Regions from separate parts of the Ovis aries genome. Here region 1 is linked to region 2. A link is a contact called in public Hi-C data. All regions are on one chromosome and are shown on one strand. Each heading gives the region's core, a stretch centred on a gene start, on an enhancer-like site or on the middle of the called end of the contact. The rest is flanking DNA. Distances are from core to core; before and after follow the strand shown. Region 1 holds the start of LIAS (lipoic acid synthetase). Region 2 holds the start of PDS5A (PDS5 cohesin associated factor A).

The links. A called contact is a pair of places that touch in the nucleus more often than the background predicts.
Region 1: a Hi-C map of skin fibroblasts shows a contact between it and region 2, with 5 times the contacts expected there. The contact joins the promoter of LIAS here to the promoter of PDS5A in region 2. A contact is called at or near these places in 2 of 16 Hi-C or Micro-C datasets (skin fibroblasts and tail adipose tissue).

Annotation. Positions count from the first base shown.
Region 1 is chr6:59,296,064-59,300,730 of ARS-UI_Ramb_v3.0, forward strand. LIAS (lipoic acid synthetase) reads left to right here and starts at 3,307. Exons shown (of 10, transcript XM_042251319.1): 1 at 3,307-3,486. The coding sequence starts at 3,322. RPL9 (ribosomal protein L9) reads right to left here and starts at 3,339. Exons shown (of 8, transcript XM_004009774.5): 1 at 3,312-3,339; 2 at 2,835-2,896; 3 at 2,630-2,745; 4 at 1,930-2,025; 5 at 673-805. The coding sequence starts at 2,880.
Region 2 is chr6:59,739,217-59,744,077 of ARS-UI_Ramb_v3.0, forward strand. PDS5A (PDS5 cohesin associated factor A) reads right to left here and starts at 3,500. Exons shown (of 33, transcript XM_015096447.3): 1 at 3,306-3,500; 2 at 2,273-2,450. The coding sequence starts at 2,410. LOC101110238 (ATP-dependent RNA helicase DHX29-like) reads left to right here and starts at 2,731. Exons shown (of 6, transcript XM_042251084.2): 1 at 2,731-2,763; 2 at 2,890-3,498; 3 at 3,542-3,917. The coding sequence starts at 2,731.

The DNA of each region.
Region 1 (4,667 bases), core at 2,057-4,556, 440 kb before region 2:
AGGGAGCAATTTACTTGATTTAAAATTCCACACACCAAATGAAACTATCTGTTTTGTAATAGAATCTGAATTATCTGGGCAAATTTTGTATTCCTGGGACTTCCTGGTGGGCCAGTAGCTAACACTCTGGGCTGTCAATGCAGGTGGACTGGATTCAATCCCTGGTCAGGAAACTAGTTCCCACATGCTGCAAATTAAAGAGTTTGAATGTTGTGACTAAGAATCCCATAGCTAAATAAGCAAAAACTAAGACTCAGCCAGATAAATAAATAAGCTTTGTATCCAATCTTATTTCTTATTTCCATTGTATACGTTTGGTATTCTTCAAAGCTCATTTTTGGGGACTTCCCTGCTGATCCAGTGGTTAAAGCCTCCATGATGCCAATGCAGGTTGATACCTAGTGGGGAAGTAAGATCTCACAAGCTTTGTGCAAGACCTTCCACTCCCCCTCAATGCAATAGAAAAAAAAAAAAAGCAGAATCAAAGAGCACTAAGTTTTAAAATCTGCTTCAGTGTTAGACGCATCAATTATGTATCAGAGAAAAACTATTTTAAGTGCACTTCTACTTTAATTGTACTGGGTAAGTCTGAAATAATCTAGCCTTAGTTATAACTAACCCAAAATATATTTAAGCCTTCACAAGCAGAAAAAAAAAACTTATGAACCATACCTGGCCTCATTCGAACCCTGCGTATGTATTTTTCACCCAAAAAATTTCGGATTTCCACAAGAGACCCATTCTCCTGAATAACAACGTTGATGGGGAAGTGGGCATACACCGACCTCATCTTGTAACGGAAGCCCTAGATTTAAATAAAGAAACTATCAGTAACGCTGAGAAATTTGAACAGGATACCCAGTTTTTCTCTGAAAACCAAGTAGGAACTGCCCCTTTGTAAGGAATATTTACATATTTGTCAGGGTTGTCTCCCTCTTTGCACCTAGAAAAGGATGACCAAATCTCTAGAGACTTTAGAGGAAAACTTCCTCCTCCATGACAAAGGAAACTGAAAACTGTTCTCACATACTCATGTCAAGGCTTTATAAAATCACCCACACCACACAACTGTATACAGAATCATCGGTTTCTGTTGTCTCTTTGCCGGACTGCAGTGCACACCTTAACGAAAAGTGTTTCACTACCGCCTATGCCTTTCCAGGTGGCTCAGTGGTAAAGAAATCACCTGCCAGTGCAGGAAACATGGCTTTGATCCCTGGTTGGGAAGGAAAATCGCAAACTACTACAGTATTTCTGCCTGGGAAATCCCATGGACAGAGGAGCGTAGTGGACTACAGTTCACAGGGTTGCGAAAGAGTCGGAGACCACAGTGATTTAACCACCACGCCCACAGTAAACAACACAAGTTTCTCATAAAGAACCCCAAAGCCCTTCATCTTGGGCACCGGGGCTAACATACTGAATTACTAAGGTACACCAGATAGCAAGAATTAAGGATACAAAGGCACCCACACTCAAGGAACCTACCCTGGTATGTTTTTAAGGAAATGGACATGGAGTTCAGAAATTCGATCCACCTTTTTCTATCCCCGCAAGAGTAGTAGTGACAGGCATCAAACAAGAAACCAAAGTCTACCCCATGTGCCACTTTTCTATAAGCATGCACCTTGAAAATGAGACTTAATTTGTGTAGGAAAAAAAAAAAAAAATCAGCAGACTATCAAAGACTACCTGGTCTTTACACACACATACACACACACACACATATGTATCACTTAATCCCAAGACCCAGGAATGCCTATTGGACACATCTGCCAACATTACCTCTTCCCAAGCACTAGAGCTCAAGTACGCCACTAAATTTCATGCATAATCTATTCTCTGCAGCAAACATATATGTTGCATACATGAAGTACAGCTGAGAAACCTCCCCCTTCCAAGACAAAGTAGTCTGAGGAATCTGCTTACCAGTGTAACACCCTTGATCATGTTCTGTACGTGACTACAGATTGTGCGAACAGTGGCCAGTTCCTTTCTGTTTCCCCACCATTTGTCAACACGGAGCTGTAACAGAACAAAAAAACTTTAGAAAACTCTTTCCAGAAATAAGTAGGCTTAGAAAGAAGTCCATTTATTCACAGCAATCACTGTAAATTGTAGTACCTGCCCTAATTAAAAAGTATGACTTGCCAAAAAACAAACAAACAAACAAACAAACAAACCACACCACCTCAAAGTATTTTTATTACTATGCATTATAGGTACACTATTTCACAAAGGAACGACAACCCAGAAACAAAAGTATGGTACAAGCTGCATTAAACGTCAATCCTGGAAAATTATCAGGTTTAAGACCCACTGCTGCGTCCCTAAGATTTTTACAAAACAATCAGGGGAAAAAAAAAACAAACTTGTAACAGTATTACGAATCATTACTACCCCGCTGCACCCTGGTCTGGAAGTTTTTCTAATCTACTTTGTTCAGAATTTGATCTTCCAATTTTGTTAAAGCAACAACAACACTGAAACTAGCTATAATTCTAGACGCCCAATTTGAAGCTAAAACACAGAATCTCAATTTCGTAATTTGAAAAGCAACCCATCTTGTTACTCTTAAATCACAACCTTCCAAACAAGCAACTGTGTCCAAAACGAACAAAAAACTCACCCTCTTCTTTTTCTTTCCAAGGAGACTGAGTTCTACATTGATGTGATTGAAGTCCCTCCGCAGGGTGCCTCTGGGGCCCTTCACAATAACTGTCCGTCCCTTCAAGTTAATGTCGACTAGGAGAGAACGTACTCGTGAGGCCTCGGAACAAGGTATAGAGCATGTAGTAAAGACGTAAGAAAAACGCAAACACCAAGTCTCGTACCATTTTCTGGGATGTCGACAGTCTGATTGCTGAGAATGGTCTTCATTCTGAAACACAAGCACCTAGGGTAAGAAGAAGGCCGCTAATGACCAAGCTCCACCGGACGGAGCTCCACCCTACCGGAGACCGCCCCGGCAAGACTACGGGAGGACCCGAACCGAGAGCGGTCCCCGCTGCGCCCTGTTTGGAAGGAGCAGCTCGCAGGCGCATGTTGTAAGCCCAGCTGGCGAACTCTCCGCTCAGCGCACCCCCGGGTGTCCTGTCAAGCCGGCGCCATCCCGGCAAGGCTGAGGAGCTGGGGTAGGCCTGAAAGCCCAGTACAGGGCTCGATTTCCAGCGCAACCAAATTCATACGGCGGTCACTGTGTGGGGAGACAACCACGATAGAGTTCCCGAGGGCCACAACCGCGCCGCTGGCCTTCCCAGGGCCGATGGCTTCAGATTCCCAAACCCCACCGATTACAGAAACCACCTCACCTCGCAGTAGATGCGGCAAAGAGAGAGCGTCTTTCGTCATCACGCTCTTATAGTCCGTATAGGTCTGCGTGTGGGGTCATCAGTGCGCGACGCCGCTAGACTAAAGCAGCCAATCGCGGAGCTGCGCGAGTTCCACAGGTTCAGGGTGGTTCATCTTGTCATAAATCTGGCGACGGTTTGTCCTTTTCTCTTTTCCCTGGAATTACTGATTATTCGTCCTTCCTAGGAAAGAAAGAGCGAGATGTCTCTACGCTGCGGGGGCGCGGTCCGCACCGTGGGCCCCCGGGTGAGCGGCTGGGGGAGCAGGGTGCGGGCGTAGGGTAGAGGGCTCCCATCCCTTTAGAGCGCCCAATAATGCCAGCATTTACTGAATGTTTACTTCTAGCCAGGTTTTCTTCTAAACCTTTTTCGTGTGGTATCTCGTCTAATTCTTCAGACACCCCAAGGAAGTTAAGTCTCTGGTAGTGATTTGTTTGTAGGTATCTCTGGCTGACGCTGAGAGGTCTTTTTTTTTTTTTTTCTTGCATGTCAGTGATTTGTACTAGACACCGGTTTGGGCAATTAGAGCCCAAATCTGTGTTGTAAGCTTGAGCGGGAGACCTGGGCGAGAACAGTAGCAATTGTGCAGCATCTTAATAGGCACACTTTTTTTTTTTTTTTAACTCTTTGAGTTTTATAGTGTTTTGGCTGTCTTGTCCATGTGTGTGTTCAAATCCATAAGCTGACGGCTTCTTTTGGTCAACAAATATGTGTTGAGTGACTTCCTTGATCAAACACAATATAACGTAGAAAATTGGAATAGTAAGTTTGGTTTCCCTACTTAAAGTTCTCTGAAATCAGCAGAGTTAAACCTTAAACCTCTAAGTTTTAACACATGTGTTTATCCAAAGCCCAAGGCAGAGATAATTTACTTCAGATTTTATTTAAACGTCCTTGACTCGTCAGGAATAGAAAATTCAAATCTGTAGCATCTTCTCCTATTATTGCAGTTTAAACTTGAATGACTGACTTTTAGTCCTGATACGGATAAAGTGTGGCATGTTTTGTTAGCCAGTTCCAGAAGTTTCCAAATCTATTTTAAATCTAGACAGAAGTAGTTAATTCCTATTCTTCTTTAGGTTTGTTTTGTTCCCTTTGGGTCCTCCTTAACCTTATTCAACACAGAGCTTGTAAACAGTTTAACATCATATCTGAATCAGTTCTCTGGCTTACTCTTCCTTTTAGCTATTTAAATAGGTTAAAACTAAGTTATTACTAACTCTTCTAAATAAATTTTTGCCTGGGAAATCCCATGGACAGAGGAGCCTGGTGGACTATAGTCCATGGGGTTGCAAAAGAGTCAGACACGACTTAGTG
Region 2 (4,861 bases), core at 2,250-4,749:
CTAATGTTAAGAACACAAAATGCTATCCCATATTTCCCTGCAAAAGACCAAGTTAACTCTCATTGATTGCCTTCCCCTTTTCACTTTACCATTTTCCACTGCATGATAAAAATCGCAGCTTCCTTGATCAACTTCCTTTAGATTCCTTAGAAGGAAGCAGCCATAAGAATAAAAAGATACATGATGCTATTGCCCTGGCTCTGCCACTAATCATTCCCATGACTGATTTTGGTAAATGTTATTTGGCCACTTTGGGTCTAACTTTTATTATCTGTAAAATAAAAGGAGTTCTGGAATTTCTTTTAGGATTCTTCTAAATGGAAAATGCTTGTTCCATTCTTGAAAAATGAAGAAAAGGGACCAAACACCTCTGAATTCTATTGACCAGGGTTTTACTAGACTTTAAGCCCTCTTCCTCACAATATTTGAACACTGTTGCTATAATAATAATAAACTACTGAATTTATACAAGTTACCCACAAACACAAAAATTATCAAAAATATAATTATATATTATTTAAAATCTATACTAGTAAGACAGTAATACTTTAACTAAACATGGATCCCTAAAAAGTACAGTGTGCATTGGTGGTACAGTGGTGAGCATAGCTCCTTCCTAAAAAATACAAAGTCAAAATCGCCTTACAAAGGCAGGAGGAAGACAAATCACAAGAATTCTTAAAAAAGCAACATTTTCACAGTAGGATATTCAAATTGATTAGTATGTATATCAAATTTAACTTCCAAAAGACCTGATAACAAATGAATATTCTAACCATATGTTCATTCTAGACTGTCAATTTAGTCAAAAAATACTTCTAACATTTAATCTACTCTAAACAGAAGATGTATATACAATCATAACTTTTTAAAAACCAGATTATCCATCACCAGAATTCAAGGTTTCTATATTCTTAATATGAAAATAGAAAGATCTACAATTTTACTTAATTTATATTTCATAATTCATACTTCAGCATCTCAAAAATTTAAAACAATAATAGTACAACCTTAAGAAGCATCAATTAAGCACCCCCACTTCATGTACCATCTTTAGTATCAAGATTTATTTTGATGTAAGGTATTGTGTCCACTGTAAATATTTACCAGGCACCATACTAAGTTCTAACAGCAAAGGGGAAAGATTATTTTCTAAAATACATTTCAACAAGTTGCCCAAGGGGAAGACTGGCAAGGTGTCAATACTGTTGCTTTCCTCACCTTCCACACACTCCAATTCATCAGTAGAACTCTGAAATGTCTTGGATTGTTCTTGGATTGCTCTTGGATTGTTCCCTATCTCTCTATTCCCACTATCATAGCCCCACTTCATGATTTCAACATCTTTGACCTAGACTACAGTTTAACAGTCTCCTAGCTGGACTCCCTATCTCCAGTCTTCCCCTATTCCAATCCAGCCCCCAATGGTGACCAAAAAAGAAAAAATGTCTTCAGCACTGCCAAATGTTCCTTAGGGGTCAAAGAGGCTGTGGTTGAGAACTACTGCATCAAGCTGATCCTTTAGTAAGAGGAACACTTACTTTGTAAGGCTGTGGCCACAATCTATAACCATGTAACAGAAAACAAAAAATTAACTTACCTAAAGGCTGAAACTTACAACCTTCACACTAGGACCACCATGTTTAAAAATAAGCTGACGCCTTATAAAATAAGCCATAATCACTGTCCCTTAAAACCCCTTTGAACATGTGGACATAAGCCATCACTCTACTTCAAGCCTTTTTGAAAAGTCAGTACTTTCTGTTAAAGTTTAATCATACTACTTACATATTTAAGTTTTTGGATATTAGAAAGTTGTGATAATTTTTAAAATGCATTTTGCACTTAAATCAGTCTCCTAGAAGCTGATGAAAATCTTCCTAGGCAAATTATTGCCTACCTTTAAATCTGCAAGCTACTTTGAATAGTATTCTCAAAAATATTTCTAGACAAAAAAAACCTTAAAAATATTCGAATTTTTATACTTAGAGGAAAAAAAAAAACAGTAAAATTAAAAAATATCACATAGATACCCTTTTAATTTCCCATAATGATTATGGCCTTAACAGAGATTACTAGTCAAAGATACAGCCAAGACAGAACAATACCTTTCAGAGGGGGTAAAAGAAAAGACATAAAATATCTTTAAAAAAAAAACAACACCTGGTAGGTGAAACTTAAGGCCAGGCCTAGCAGAGCAGTAATACCACAGGAGAGAGCACCTCCTACCACAAACGTCTGAAGTGAGAATATTCTGTCCAGAGAAACTTACCTTCAGTCGTTTGATCATTTCGTCCGTGGTGATCTTGTCGGTGATCTCCTTTACCCCCGGAGGGTAAGCGATCTTCCCGTCGGCACTCACGACGCCACAGAGGGCAGTGGCAGGCTTGGGCTGCGCGGTGAAGTCCATCCTGGGGGACAACTTTTCTTTCACAGTCCTCTACCGGCCTCTATCGGTCAGAAAACAAAAGTTCAGCGGGAAAGGGGCGACTTTGTAACCTCTTTTTTCATTTCAAAAATCCTAATCTGCAAAGGGTCCTTTCTCCAGGGAGGCCCGGGGCTCGGCGGCGGCCCCCCTACCCACTCGTTCCCGGGGCTTGGATCCTGGTGGCCGCCTCGCCGCCCCCACCCACGCGGGCCCCGCCAACCTCGGGCCCTCGGGGCTCCCCGGCACCGGCGGCCGCGGGAAGCGCCGAGCAGAGCCAGGAGTTTCCCATTCCTCCTTTCACAATGAAATCCCACCCCCAAGCACCGAGGTCCGAAGTTTGGAGGCTTTGAGAGCCCAGCGAGCCCCCTAAGGCCCCGGTTCGGTCAGAGAGAAGCCTCGAATCCCCACCCGGCCGGTCCCCTCCGGGAAAGGAGACGCGAGGCCTATAGGGCTCGGCTTAGGCCGCAAAACTAGGGACCCAACGGGACCTACACGCAGCGGCGGCTCCTGGGAACCTACGCCCTTGCCGGGCAAAGCTTCGGGACCCCAGGTGGCCCCGCCACGCTCCCGCCCCTCCCGTGTCCCGGTCCCTCACCCCGCGGGAGGGGAAAACAAGCTGCCCTCCACCCCGAACCCCAAGCCAGGAAGCGGCTGACGCGGCTCCGCACTTCACATTTTGTTCCTTCAACTTCGGCTCAGGGACCGCGAAGGCTTCTCTCGCCCCCGGCCACTCGGCGCAGTCCGGTGCCGCCGAGGCCTTATCGGCACCTCCAGGCAGCCCCGCCGGGCCTCAGTCCTGCGCCCCCCCTCTCCGGTCTCCCCTTCCGTCCCCTCCCTCCCCAGCCGAGGGCGGGAGCCGAGCCGCCGCCGCCTTTACCTCCTCCTCATGCGGGCGGAAGGTGCATCGAGCGCCCGGGCCTCTGTCAGGTGGTTGCGGAGCCGCCGCCCCTCTCCGGGCTGCACACAAAGCGGCTCCGCGGGTCCCGCCGCCGCCGCCGCCCGCCCCGGAGCGGCGCTGGGGCTGGCGGTGCCGAGGAGGAGCAGTCGCCGCGGGGGGAGACGCGGGGCGAGTGAGAGCTGGGCGGGGAGACACTGCCGCTCTCCGTCTGGCAGAGGAAAAGCAGCCTCGGAGAAGCCTCCTCCGGGAGCGTGTGCGCGTGTGTCCGCCCCGGACCCCGGCTGCCCGCCCGCCAGCACCTCGCGCCGGCCGGGTCCGCCGACCCGGACCCGGACGCCCCTAGCAGCGGCGCGCGCGCGGCCGTCCGTACTCCCGGCAGCCGGCGCCTCTCGCACACACCGACGGGTCACGCGAGCGGTGCGAGAGCACGCGAGAGCAGGGAGCGCGCCTCGCTCCCGCCCCTTCCTCCGCCGGCCTTGCCTCCGCCTCCCTCGGGCCTCAAGCGGCGGCGCGCGGGGCAAACAGCGCCGCCACCCGGTTGGCGCCAACACCTGCCGCACCGAGCGCCTTCGAGAGGACCGGACCCAAAAGGCGAGCAGAGGAGGAGCCTGGCTGGCGGGAAGCGACCCGGCGCCCACGGCCTTTTGGGGCCAAGTTGGATGAACGGAGTTTATTACCGTTTGCCGCGGAGTTGAGTTCTTGACTTTTGGGATTCATCCTAAACGACGTGGATGGAAATGGTTGAAAAATGGTTAATTACTCGGTGATAATGAACCTCCCTAGGGACAGAAGATCTGCAACCTGAGGAAAAGTTTTGCAACATGGCACAACGTGTGCTTCTCATTCTTGTTTCTTTTGACAGCCACCAGAGTTTGCCCTCTCCTCTTTAGATCTCTAAAATTAATATTTTGAAAACTGCAAAATATGTAAATTGCACTGAGTCGAGTAGTTCTCAAAGAATAGAAGAAATTTCCTGGACTGCACTCCCAATCAGGATTTCTGAGACTGGAATTCAGAAATAAGCATGTTTACAAATTGGAAAGCTAAGTCTTATGAATATGGAGTAACTCATTAAAAATTTTTTTAATATACCAAAGGATAGCTTTTTCTTTCAGCCAAAGGAAAACTCAGTGTAGTGGTGTTTGAGCAGTTTAAAATAAAAAACTGAAGCAAATGAACCTCTGGAGCACATATATAATTTCCAAAGATGAAGTTAGAAAGAGAAAATAATTTGAAATAGTCTTCAGTTCTTGAAACTGATCGCTACTGTACTTTAAAATGATATCTGATTATTTAAATTATTCTTGATGGATGTTAATTGGTCTTTTCCACATCCTTTATTTGATCTTAAAAATATTATAGGTGCTGCCCTCACTGAATTGTTTTTCAAGTAATATAAAAGGAAGCAATTATCTCAGAATCTAATACACCGCAGTTGCTGATTTGCTAGTTCAGTTCAGTTCTGTTCAGTCGCTCAGTCGTGTCCCACTCTGCGACCCCGTGAATTGCAGCACGCCAGGCCTCCCTGTCCATCA